3 separate regions of the Mus musculus genome follow, and regions 1 and 3 are each linked to region 2. The links are chromatin contacts, called in public Hi-C maps. All regions are on one chromosome and are shown on one strand. The core of a region is the stretch at or near the end of the contact, and the rest is flanking DNA. Distances in the headings are between cores, read along the strand shown.

Region 1 (4,107 bases), core at 737-3,236, 80 kb after region 2:
GGCGAGACAATTTAGAGAGCACAGCATCCCAGTCCCATCTTCTCACACACCATGGGCCCTGACGGACAGCCGTAACATGAGGGAATAGAGGTTGTATTTGGTGCCTGAGATGAGACTGTCAGGAACATGGAATTACAAGCCAGTGAGCATCATCAGTGGCTCAACTTGTGAGTCAATGCAGGAGACACACGAGGATTCTTGCCTGGTCCTCAGGCCTTTCACTAGGGGCTCAGAGCACAGCACAGATGGCTCCATGGAACACGGGTGCAAATCTGCTGTCAGTTCCAGGTCTCCCCAAACTATACCCTTCTTCCTCCCCTGTTTCCGGGGTTTCCAAACTTACCAAACCAATCCCCAATTCCAGTCATCCCTACCCCAGGACCTTCTCTCCCCACCCCTAAAATGTTGCTTCTGTCACAGTAAGTGACAACTCTATTGCCTTCCCTGCTTGAGCCCAGGTTCTGCAGCCGTATCTGAAGTTGCTCCTTTATACTTCGTGCACAGGCAGTGTGCATCCACCTGACACGTCCTGTCCTCCTACTTCGAGCACTGCCATTCCAGCCTTGGTCACCTTTCCCTGGCGGTGCCCACTGCTTCCTGACTCACTGATCCTCTTGTCACACTCCAGACTGTCCTTCACACGGGAGCTGAGTGGCTCTTACAAAAAGCCTTCTTGTGAGACTCTGGAGCTACCTCCCCTGCCAGGGGCCTTCACACAGCCCACTGTCTAGGCTTACACTCTGTACTCAACTCTGCTTGCTTTCTGCTGTGCTCAAAAGCCACCATCTGTCACTCTTCATCTCCTGACACCTCCACATTTTTCTTCACACTGCTCACTACCAAAAGTCTCTAGAGAATATATCTCCTGTCTATTTGCATGCTACAACTTCAGAGATACCAAGGGACAAAACTTGTCTGTCTTCTTTCTGGTCAATCCCTACAGCAGTCTGGAACCTGGCAGCCAAGGCTGCTGAATAGATGGGGAAGGGCAGTGGTGGGCTCGTCTTTCCCCCTACAGCTGACAGGCACACATCCTCTCCGGAGAACTATGCAGAAAGGTTTTCTTTCATGTATGCCATATGAAAGCATTACTTTCCTGACTTATGTTCAAACTATGAGAACAAAGTTAAACAAAGACCAGAGCAAGTAGAAAAAAGGAAACTATGCTAAGAACATCAACAGGCAGGGTGTGGGAGCCTGCACTACGGAAGGAGCATCATGGTTTATTTTGTTGTTAAGAAATATTTTAATATCTATTGTTATGCAGTCTAAGTACAAAGAAATTTCCCTAAATATTGACCCTCAAAAACAACACATAGTTTAAAATTTTAACATTGTCTTCAGTGTGCAGTTGGAACATCTTTGGCATATTAGTAAAAGAAAAGGAGAAAGAACAAAAGGCCAGTGTGACTCCAGTCAAAGGAAGAAACAGCTCAGGGAAAATACTCAAAAAGACTGGAAGAGTCCAGAACATAAAAATAAAAGTCAATTTTCTGAGATGGAAGTTTTAACTCCTACCTGGAAAAGAAAGCATACAGTAAAATTTCTAATATTGTATAATTTAATATAAAAAACTTAATGTCAAATTTAAGAGAGCTGTGTATGGTGGCATGCTGCCAGTAATCCCAGCACTCAGGAGGCAGAGGAAGGAGAATCAGGAGTTCAAAACCAGCCTTTGGTATACAGTGAGCTCAAAGCCAGTCTGAGCTATTCGAGATCCTGTCTCAAAAACAACAAAAGGTGTGCACTGGAGACGTAGTTCAGTTAGCAGAATATGTGCTTAGCATGCAGAGAGTCCCAAGACAATGCTCAACACAGCACACACCAGGTATGGTAGTGCAAACACCTGCAATCTCAGCACTCAATCAGTCACCTGAACAAACACAGCTCTGGAGGAGGGCTGAGACAGGCACTGTGAAACACTCATGACTTGCAATACACAAGGGATATCAAGTGCAGCCCACAGGAGTGACTGTGTCTCAGCTGCTTGTACAGAGGAGTCTTGGGTGCCTGCCACGTGCCCAGCAGTGTGGGTTCCAGGAAGATACACATAACACTCAAATGTGAAACTGGAACCACAGATGGCTTTGGAAACCAGGTTCTACAGGAAGTTAGCGCGCCACAGCCTTTTCCTCTGGTGGTGCTCAGGGCTGTCCTCTCCCACAGACCAGCACTCCTCAAACCCATGCCCATGTATCCCAGCATGTATAAACCAGATCAGTCATGGGTTCCCAATTCCCCTTTGGGCAAAGACATCAAAACTCAGGTAGGCTCCTTACTTTATTTCACTTTTTGAAAAATCAAAAAGTGGCAAAGTAACATTTGACATCATTTTCTTGTTATCATTTATGATTATCATAAATTACTTAAACTGCTTACTTACTGCTTGTATTTCACAACCAGACAGGTATGTAAGCTAGTTGGGACCAAATTTTCAAAAGTTTCAGTTGGCTATAGCCACAAAAACTACATTTTTGTATCAGTTAGGTTAATGTGAACCAAGCCCGGTGTACTGACTATTAGCATGGCAAGTACAAAGGAAAACCAAAGGTGTTGTTAAATATGGAAACTTGACTCTAATGAAAGACTTTTCCTAAAAAGAATCAAGTATGGATGAACTATAAATCTTGAGCAAAAAGACCTTACTATAAACTTTTGATTAAAGATTCAAACTCAAGTACACAGAATAGGAAAACTACCATTGGATGCAATTAGCTTCTATTACATCTTGCAGTCAATACATACTTTACAGTAAAGTCAAAACATAATCAAGAATAGTTGATCTTACCCAAAATAGAAGAGTATGACACAGGCGTAGGACAGGATTCCTTGCACTTTAATTGAGCTTGTTACAACTCTGATGAGCTAGCCAGGAACAAAGCACAACACACAACACACAACACACAAACACAGAGACACAACAGAGCCATAGAGTTATTAGCTGATATTTAAAACTGTCTCTCTCTTAGTTTAACATTTTAGAGCATACCTGCATCTAGGTCCAAGAGGCTGGCTCTAGACTTCCTAACACAAAACACTTCTTCAGTCATCTGTGGTGGACTGGGTTTGCTCAGGCAAGGCCTGCTGTTGCCTGCCCACTCCGGGAAGCCCCAGCAGCCTATCTCATTGACGGCACTTCTACTTACATCTCACAGAGGCACACAGCAGCTGCCATTTGTAAAGTAGAAACTCATTCTGTAAGCTCTGAAGGCGCTCATCCAGGTCTTGCTAGAGATAAAACCAGTTTGAGCAGGTTTTCTCGTTCCTGGTTTTTCCTGTCCACTGTTCGAATTCTTTAAGAGGCCCCAATAACTTGTAGGGAGCATAGAGCAAAGGGAACCTTGAAAGACTTACACTCTTTAAGAAACTAAGCACACAGTTAATTACTTGAAAGCCATGAACTTCTGTCTTTTTGGTTACCTATGGCTGGCACTCCATTTCTTATGTAACAGAAATATAGGCCGAGTAGTGTTATCCCTGGAAGCCTGTTGAATGAGTCTGGTGGGAGCAGCTGAGAGAACAATTTACACATGACAGCTACATGAGTGGCTACACGGAAATGAAGCAGAGGTAACTGGCTGCCTCATCTAGTAGTGTCAAAATTCTACTGTGGTTCCTTGAATATAATTGAATGCTACAAATAAGAACAACAACAGAAGTGAGATATGGGAATGGACTGTCATATGCTTAGTCCAATCTCACTGTGAGAAAAGTACCAGAAAGCCCTCAGCTGTAGCACAGCCTCTAGCACAGAAAGCTACTCTTGCACAATAGCCACTACCATCTAACTCACCCTTCTATTAAAAGTTAGTTGAACAGTCTGGATTTACCTTCATCATTTTTCTAATACCAGGAAAAACAAGTAGAAAAACTTGACATTCTATTTTTTTCAGTTTAACTTTTACTAGATAACCTTTAAAATCTAAGTTTCTTCAAAATTTTAGGTAGCCTTTTCCTAAAGAAAAGAAATCTGTATTGCTATATAATAAGTGACTAAAACCATAACAATGTTTAGGGTATACTATTTGTTAAGCTGCTGAAATTTTACATTAAGCCTATCACCATTCACCATCTAAAACTGTTGGGCAAACCAATCTAAACATACTT
Region 2 (4,159 bases), core at 1,258-3,757:
GGTGTACTTGACTTCAGAGCCCACCTTTGTGAGCCCTGTGGGGAGCAGCCCTACCTCTCATTGTGAGGCCAGCTAGAGTGCCCAAAGAGGTCCTCGGGGTGAGCTGGTCTGAAGCTGAGTGTTCTAACTCATTTTAGAAAGACAGTGGCAAGACAGCAGCCATATCCACCAAAGTTATTCATCAGTCAGGGGGGCCTGACAACCTGTCTTGTGTTATTAAGACTGGCTATCCAACTTCTCTGCCACTTCCCCTTAGTCACTGTCCCCCAAGAACATCCATTGGTTACACTCATGCGGGGTTAGTGTTCTAATCATTTGTAATGAAGCTTCCTGGTCCTTAAAAACCAGGTTTTTGACAACTGACAAAACCTGTTTCTCTCAAATCGTAAACAAAATCAACCATACTTAAAGCGTTGTGATTTTCTTGTGTTAAAAGATTTATTTTATTCTAGTTTATGTGTATGGGTATTCTGCCTTCCTGGGTCTACATGTGCACCATGCACCCGTTGCCATGGATTCCCTGAAACCGGAGGTACACACAGTTGTGAGCTGACATGTGGATGCTGGGAGTTGAACCCAGGACCTCTAGTCTAGTGCTCCCAACAGCTGAGCCTTTTCTCCAGCTCCAAGTGTTGTCAATCCGTCCTTTGATCTGTTTACTTCACTGAACTAGAACACAGAGAAACAAACACTTCACCATAAAAACCATAAGGAAGTGCATAAAAAACTTTATGGAACACTTAAAAAGAAAAAAAAGTAAAATACCTTGCTAAATAGCAAAAATACTGTTTCAAACGGGACCAGGTCTCTGGACCCACTCACTAATCCTGTGACAGTGACAGTTGCTTCACTCTGTGAAGTGGGCTTTTGCATGGGGTTGACGGGTTAACATGCTAACAGGTAAAGAACTCAGCACAGTGTGTGCTGTTCATAAAGTTCTGATGCTCCAGACGAGCCACCGTGAACCTCTTAGGCTCCATGCAGACAGACGCCAGCTCCGTAGTGCTTCAAAGAGGTAAATTCACAAATGAATAAGAAAAATAAGTAGTCCGCCAAGCCGGACTGTATGAATTTGCCAATATTCAATTGGTCAATCAAAAAAGTTCTCACATGGCTCAAAGCAAATTCATTGTTCAAGTTGTTTGGGTCTCTAGTGAGTTAGGGTGGAGGGGTCCACAAAGGACTTTAACCGTTCGCTTGCTTAACAAAGGCCAGCAACCGCCCACAAGAAGCCGAGCAAACCATTCTCCGCCTGGGCATGAGAAAAGTCCACAACTGAACAAGAGAGCAACAGAGCGAGCTCCCGGAGGAAGCAGTAGCTGCAGGAAGCGCCGGTACCTTTGCTCCGCTGCCTTTCCCTACAAGCTGCCGCCAGACCCGGCGCCCTCCTGCCCACCTTCCCCCCTTCTCAGGGGCCTTTCCCGGGCTGCGGAACACAAAAGAACCGACTGCGAGGCGGCGCGCGAAGCTGGGAGCCTCCAGGAATCCGCCGTCGCCTGGGGGAGGGGATCGCCCCTGAGTCCTGTAGTCCGGAGCGCCACCAAGGCATTTCCCCACCCAGTCCTGTTTGAACGCCGGGTTGAGGATTGGAACCTCTCCGACCCATTCTCGGGAACTTAGCTCGAGCCCCGATCCTCCAGCAGCCACGAAGCTCTGCTCAGTCCACATTCCTCTTTGTTGTCCCTGGTCCCCGCATTCTGTCAAGGTATGCCCTGAGCGCTCCTGCTCTCCATCTCTAGGAAAGCTGAAATTCTCGGTGCTGTGTGACCCTAAGGGCTGACTGGAGCCAGGACTTCCAGCCCGGGTGCGTGCGCTTGGCAACGGCCGCAGGGAGGCGGTTTGCCCTTGCACCGGCATCGCCCTCCCGCTGCGGCCAGTAGCACTGTGAGCTGCACATAGGTAGCAGATGGTGGCTGGTGGCCGGGAGTCCCACGTCCTGTCCCCCTCCCCCAGCCTACCCCCCACCTTGGCCTTTCCTGGAGTTTTCCTTACCGCAAAAGAGTTCTCAAGACCCAGACCGAACCTCCTCTCGCCGCCCTTCCCGAAAGCGGGCCGGTGGCCTGAAAGTCTCACCGCCTCCTGCTCTTGTCTCCGGAACCCAGCGACCTCCACCCCTCCACAGGATGGAAGGAGTACCGGAGCGGAGCAATGTGCCGCGGAGAGGAGCCGGCCACCGCCGCGGGAAAAAGTTTGCACGCTCTATAACCAGTCCTCCAGACCCTGGGCTCGCCCACTGGCCGAGACCCACACCACCCTGCAGCCCCTCCAGCTTCGGGAAGACAAACTAGGTTCCCGCCACCTGCTGTGGAGGCAGAGGAAGACGTTGCTCGAGCTTCTCCACTCCTCATCCCTGCCCTGGGTGTTCTAGAAGAGGGGGAGCTCAGCGCCCCGCGCTGGGTCGGCACTCGGAGCAACTCACCTCTCCGGTCCAGCTCTCCTCCGGGTCTCGGAACCCTCCAGCCCCTCGCCTCTAAGCTGGGCTCCTTCCACTTAATTCATGAATTATTTAAGGTCCAGCCCCAGGGCACCACAAGAGTGATTGGGTGAGAGCCCGTCCCACTGCTCCGCCCCGGGTTGGCTAAGGGTGCCTGAGTCAGGACCACGGGACTCCAGGACTCTGGGAACCTGTTGCGTCCTCTAGGGTCTCTGGCAGAGGTTTGGGGATGGAACTAAAGGAACACCGACTCCTTCAGAAACGTACTTACTCAGGGCTGAGCTTAAGGCCAGGTGCCGGGGTCTCCACAAGGCTCGGTAATTTAAAGAGCAGGAGCCTAGGGCTCTGAGTCTGAGCGCACTGATTGGACCTTCTGAGAGGCTACAATGCCCTGGGGACACCCACGGGACAGAGCATTTATTTCCTGCTGAAATCCCTGCTCAGTCCCAGAACACCCTTCTCTATCACCTAATCCTAAATCGCTGCTTGGAAGGCCGCTAGCTCCTAAAATCTCTAACCTCCACACTTTCCTGGCTCTTTAGACACGATACCGGTACTCAGTGCATTTTATTTAAAACAACTAAAAAACAAACAAACAAACAAAAATCATCTAAGGGGGAGAAAAATTGGCTGTAGTGTATCCCTGTGCTATCAGGGACAAACACAACGCTGGTCCTTTTGATCAATTACATTCCTGGATTCAACCAAAAGTGGGTAGAGAATAGACCAAGGAAGAATAGCGCCTCTGGGACATTTTTACCATCAAAGGATGCGTATTAATTGTGTGCGGGTTGTTAGGTAGATGGACGGAGAGATGAAAGAATGGCTGCACAGATGTTGGAAGAATAGGTATGTGGACACATGGCCTTTTAAAAATAGTTTACGTGTATGAATGTTTTGCCTGCATGAATGTATGTGTAGCACTTTACCGTGGAGTTGGTCAAAAGAAGGTGTTGGCTTCCCTGTCACTGGAGTTACAAAGGGTTGTGAGCTGCCATACGGGCTGGGTGCAGGGAATTAAACTCTGCAAAGAGGGAGTGCCTCTGCCAAAACAACCGATGCTTTATACCACTCACCAATCTCCCCAGCCCTGACAAATGAACTTTAATTTAGTAATTTTCTCACCACAAAATATAGCATACACTGAGGATGGGCAGGGGAAGGTGAAATTGAAATTGACCTCTACACGGCGAAGGTGTAGAAAGAGTTCATTCAGAAAGACCACTGAGAAACCACGGAAAACTGAAGCAAGCAGTGTTGGAGTACTAGAGAAGTCTAAGATGGCCAGTTCTCCCCTTTACAGTCTCCTGGGCTCCACAGCTTTCCTGCTCAGAGGCAGACAGGCTACTGAGGATGGTGTTAGCTTGAGACTTGAGTTCTCTCTCCTGGGAGCTCCTAGCTGTCCCCGAGCTGCCTATTTTACCAGCATGGGCACTCATGGCCTTATCACTCTGAATCCAGCTTCTGTGTCTGCAAACCAGCACAGGGCTGGCTACCCGTACTCCTTCTCGTTCCTTGTACATCCACAAAGTTCGGGCAGCGGTGTGATAAGGCTCTACGCCATGTGTTCTAAGCGGATTTTTTATATGAACTTACCAACAAGAGCTTTCTAATATCTTATCAATGATTAACTGTGTGGTGCAGGCTTGCCAGAGGTCACATAGTTACTGAAGCCCCAAAGTTGAACCCAGCTCTGGCCTCCAGAACCCAGAGAATAGGTGAAAT
Region 3 (4,369 bases), core at 1,034-3,533, 100 kb after region 2:
AGAGAGATGGAACATGAAGCAGCTGTAGGCAATACAAATCTAATAACCTTTAACAGAAGTAGAGAACAATAGAAGGGAAGCTGTAGGACAGCGGCATTTAGCTATTTCTAAATAATTCCATAACGATAAAATGTTTTTTGGGTATTCTACAAATACCTAAATGCCCTTGGGCAAAATATTAACAGTATTTTTTGTTCAGTCACTTTTTAAGTGTACTATATTTTCAGTTCCATGTTTAAAAAAAGAATCACAGAGACATTGTTTTCATGGTTCAGAGAAAATAAATGTGGCTCCCAGTAACACATTGCTTAACTCAGATACAGAACACTGAAGGTACTAAGACATTAAAAGCAGTACTTCATATTTTCTGTAATATTGCTTGCTCTCATACAGAGGATTCAAGGTTGAAATTTGAGTGCACAATTTTAACTGCATCCTCATGTTTCATTTATCATATAAATGACAACATAAAATGTAACTTCAGTTAACCAATATTGCAGATAGAATATTACAAGTTGTTTATAACAGGCTGCCCCCTAGAGTCCTTTTAGCTATAAAACCATGAAAATAGAAAGCACTTTTTAAATGACACTGAAGATAATTTAGATTGAAAATGCTTCAAAATACAATTTTAAAGCAAGCATCTTTTTTGCACTAAAAATGTAAACTATTATAGAAATGTTAGCTTTAGGAAGCAACAATCATTTATGTGAAGCAAACTACAGTAGATGGTTTAAGAATTCCTATTTTCTGCAATACTTAATACTCAGAATGGAAAGGGTATGCTATATGCTGCTTACATGTCCTGCTTCTCCAAGTGACAGAGAAACAGAAATGACTCTGAGCATAAAGCAGTATTCAATGTCTGAAGAAGGAGATGCATCGTCAGATAAGATGACTTCCATACTCAAGAGCCTCAAGACCCATTATCATGAATTGTATGTCACCTATATACTAACCACACAGAAAAGGTCTAGTCCAGAAGGAAGAGTTTCTAGGTTATAAACCCTCTTAAGCTTTCTCCCAGGGTGCCAACAACTGATCAGAACATGCCATTGGTGGGATATGAACCTGTTTAACACTGCTGATCCTGGAATAACTAAAAGGTAACCTAGCTCACAAAATATGTGTGAAAATCCCTGCAAGCTCTTAGTTACTTTATGTCAGGCTGTTACACTGGGTTAATCTAATTTCCCTGTATTCAACTTCTCTATGCAGCCACACAGGAAGATTCCCCACCCCCACCCCCACCTTCTGAAAAGGTAACTAAAATGTCATCTCACTGAGCCCACAGTAGAGCAACCAGCTTTAGTAGGAGAACACCACCAAGGTCTTTGAAAAGCCTGACTAATGAGAGCAACCCTTTTAAACCCTCCTCAAAGTAAAGGAAGTACTTGGCAGATCCTAAAATTGGTGCTTAAATGCCTAAAAAGAATCTCACCCGGTTAACTTATGATTAATTAAACGTGCCATAATTCATATCATTCTGCAAGATGAGAAAGATTTTAGATACAAATAATAACTTTTATAGCACTGAGGGAGGCTGAATTCTTAAAACTGTATATTCTCTGCAATCTCGCTCATCGTAACTTTTATTCCTTTCACAACCTAATCATTATATTATTGATTATTTCTATTTACATTAGAAGCATTTCTTATCAAAATGGATTAAGGCTCATTTGAAAGGGCTGCGTTTCATTTTCTATTTCAAAACAAACATCTTTGTGACTTTAGTCTTTTAAACAGAACTTACAGTTTTGAATATGGACCAGTAATTTTTTAGCAACTTCATTGATGAAGCTATAACTCCAAGTGTTATATTCCACTGAATGGTCACTAAATGGAGTCTCATAAATTATTACCCATTTCAGCATTTTACATTTTCAAACTGAAATGTTTTAAAAATATTTACAAACGGCACACATTTTAGAATTGTAACTCAAACTACAATGCTAAAGCTAAGCAGTAGCTCGTACAGGGAGACCATGTAAAGCAGGGGCCTGCTGACACGACTGTCAAGAAGGCCACCTCTCAAATCAAACTTCCTGTTCCCCAAGGACAAATGCACAGTAAGTACTGCATTCCATCTTTCCAGTTTGCTAGAACAGAAATGCAAGAAACTGGTATTTATTACTCGGAGCTGTAGGCAGGCATCTGCTGGCACTGTGGGCTGCTGTAGGCAGGCACTCTGCCAGCATAAGGAGTGAGTGTGTGTCATGCACTCCACTGATATACTTTTTCTATCTCCAGGTTTTGGGGGACAGGTACTGAGCTCTCAATATCTTCTTTTGCAGATATGAAACAAGCTTAGGGGAGGCAGACACTTATTACAATACACTAGCTCTCCAAGTTGGTTTGGGCTGACTGATATTTTCTATCAGAATGATGCCATTACAGAGTGATCAACTGCCACCAACCAGAAGTCTATGACAACAGCTTCATAGGCCACTAACACAAGTGACCTGGAGGAGGAAGCCTGTAGTAGAGCCGGCTCCTTAGGCGATTAGAACCTGAACTTCTCACAGATGAAGCAAGCCAGGACGCCTCCCAGCCCTAGTCCAAGCCGGTTAAGAACATGGTCTGTCAGTTTCTACTTCTAGCCCTGTTCCTCTTCTATTCAACCCATGGCCTCCACAACAGTGTCAGTTTACCAGCTAAAGCAGAGTTTTGGTTCAAAACCTCTCTGGAAAAAAATGCATATATAAAACATATATTATATAATACAAATTGAACAGATAGGCAGTGTATGCATCAAAAACCAAAGTATGAATGAAATCATATGCATCATCTTTATTCTAACAACTCTACAAGTTATAAAAGTAATAAAACCGTTTAGACACTAAAAATAGTCGAAGATCTAAACTTACCTTAAGCCATAGCAAGGCAGAGTGAGGAGCCTGAATAGCGCCAGAAAGACTCTTAAAGGAAGCAGGGTGAACACATACAGAAAGGCATCGAGGCACAAAAATATTCCAAAGAACATGAGCTACATTGGGAGAGAACGAAAAAGAGAGAGATTCTTTAGGTAGTTGTAGATATAACTTCAGACATTATGAGAAACTGTTTCCTGACTCCTTAAGTTTAAGAAACTGGACATTAGTCCTCTATGACTCTTCCAGAGTTTTCTGTTTACCATCCCTAGAAGTAGCTCCTCAAAAGATGGTTGTTCAGACTCAACTTTTGTGACTTTCTGGCACTTCTTAAACCAGACAGGCTAAGTAACATCTTCTTAAGGTAAGACAAGCTTCTTACCTTTAACCCCATCCTTTCCATTTCCTGTTCATCAGAAGACTGGAATAGACAGTTTTAGTTTGAAAACAGTTTTTTTTAATTTATTTTTTTGTAGACTGATTAAGTTTAACATAATTTTACACAAATAGGCAACTGCTATACTTGGAAGGCCTTATTCTGATTAGTTTCAGAAGTAATTACTATTTTCTTTAACCTTTCCCCAGTTTCTTACTGATTTATACTTTCCATTTTCACCAATAAATTTAGCAGTATAGCTCCTAAGAAGAGAGTGAGATAGATCTTTTCATAGCTTACCAAACTCTGCTACTTAGTGGAGATGTATGCCTAACATCCAAACATGGTCTGATGGCTATGTTATCACCATAATATCTACATAGCCTTAGGCATTAACTGTCCCACCTGCACGTATTACCTAAATTCACACTTCTATAAGCAAAATAGTTTCTCACAGAACTCACAAGACAGTTGTAACTTCTAGGACACAGGTCTTTAAAATGGTGATTTGAGTGAAAATTGTCATTGGGATAAAGAGGTCCTGACCCAACCCAATATGCCTGCTGCCCTGGAGATGCCGGTTGTGAGCCACAGCCTCCATGGTTGAGCTAGCTCTCTAGCCCACACTGGTCTCTTGTAAGAGAGGGGATTAGGACACAGGCAGGCAAAGGGATGACCAGGTGAGGACCTCTGGAGAAGGCGGCTGTCCATAAGCCAATGAGAAAGGCTTCAGGACAAAGCTGATTCTTCGATGTCAGGCTTCCCCCTTCTGCATCCCTGCTGCTTAAACTGCCCAGTGTGGAATACTTTGTTATGGGTGGCAAAGGAAATGAAAGCCCATATTTTATTAATTTTGACAAAAATCTAAGAAATAAATGATAACTATGTCAGACTTCTTAATGTGACTATGAAGCTCCTTCAACATTCTCGACTCATGAACAACAATGAAAGCACGGTGTGAGCCTAAGTCACGTGCAAGCCCACAGTTTAAGTCTTCCCTCCACGACAGCCACCGTGATGCTGGTGGTGTAAAGGGCTAGTTTTCATTCATGTTTTCAAGTTATGCAAAGGAGCACTAAAGTCTGAGCAGTAGTCCTTATTTATGACTCTCCTGCCCTTGAGA

What was found. Hi-C and Micro-C count contacts between places; a contact is called where the count stands out from the background.
Region 1: a contact with region 2 is called in a Hi-C map of colorectal tumor organoids, with 1.4 times the contacts expected there. The contact joins the enhancer-like site here to the promoter of Prom1 in region 2. A contact is called at or near these places in 1 of 39 promoter capture datasets (macrophages), 3 of 484 Hi-C or Micro-C datasets (colorectal tumor organoids, nephron progenitors and rod photoreceptor) and 3 of 9 other capture datasets (adipose tissue, liver and pancreatic islet).
Region 3: a contact with region 2 is called in a Hi-C map of rod photoreceptor, with 2.2 times the contacts expected there. The contact joins the enhancer-like site here to the promoter of Prom1 in region 2. A contact is called at or near these places in 1 of 39 promoter capture datasets (macrophages), 2 of 484 Hi-C or Micro-C datasets (nephron progenitors and rod photoreceptor) and 3 of 9 other capture datasets (adipose tissue, liver and pancreatic islet).

The regions. Positions count from the first base shown.
Region 1 is chr5:44,179,910-44,184,016 of GRCm38.p6, forward strand. It overlaps Tapt1 (transmembrane anterior posterior transformation 1), which reads right to left. Exons shown (of 14, transcript NM_173764.3): 12 at 2,789-2,865. Among named protein-coding and RNA genes, the nearest start is that of Gm42427, 41 kb to the left of the region's middle. Within about 2 kb of position 1,987, at least 79 of the 459 cell types and tissues checked have an H3K27ac peak or open chromatin away from gene starts, as enhancers often do. A contact at or near this core is called in colorectal tumor organoids, pancreatic islet and rod photoreceptor, where this site is marked.
Region 2 is chr5:44,099,229-44,103,387 of GRCm38.p6, forward strand. It overlaps Prom1 (prominin 1), which reads right to left and starts at 2,508. Exons shown (of 28, transcript NM_001163577.1): 1 at 2,420-2,508.
Region 3 is chr5:44,201,343-44,205,711 of GRCm38.p6, forward strand. It overlaps Tapt1 (transmembrane anterior posterior transformation 1), which reads right to left. Exons shown (of 14, transcript NM_173764.3): 3 at 2,868-2,986. Among named protein-coding and RNA genes, the nearest start is that of Tapt1, 23 kb to the right of the region's middle. Within about 2 kb of position 2,284, at least 17 of the 459 cell types and tissues checked have an H3K27ac peak or open chromatin away from gene starts, as enhancers often do. A contact at or near this core is called in rod photoreceptor, where this site is marked.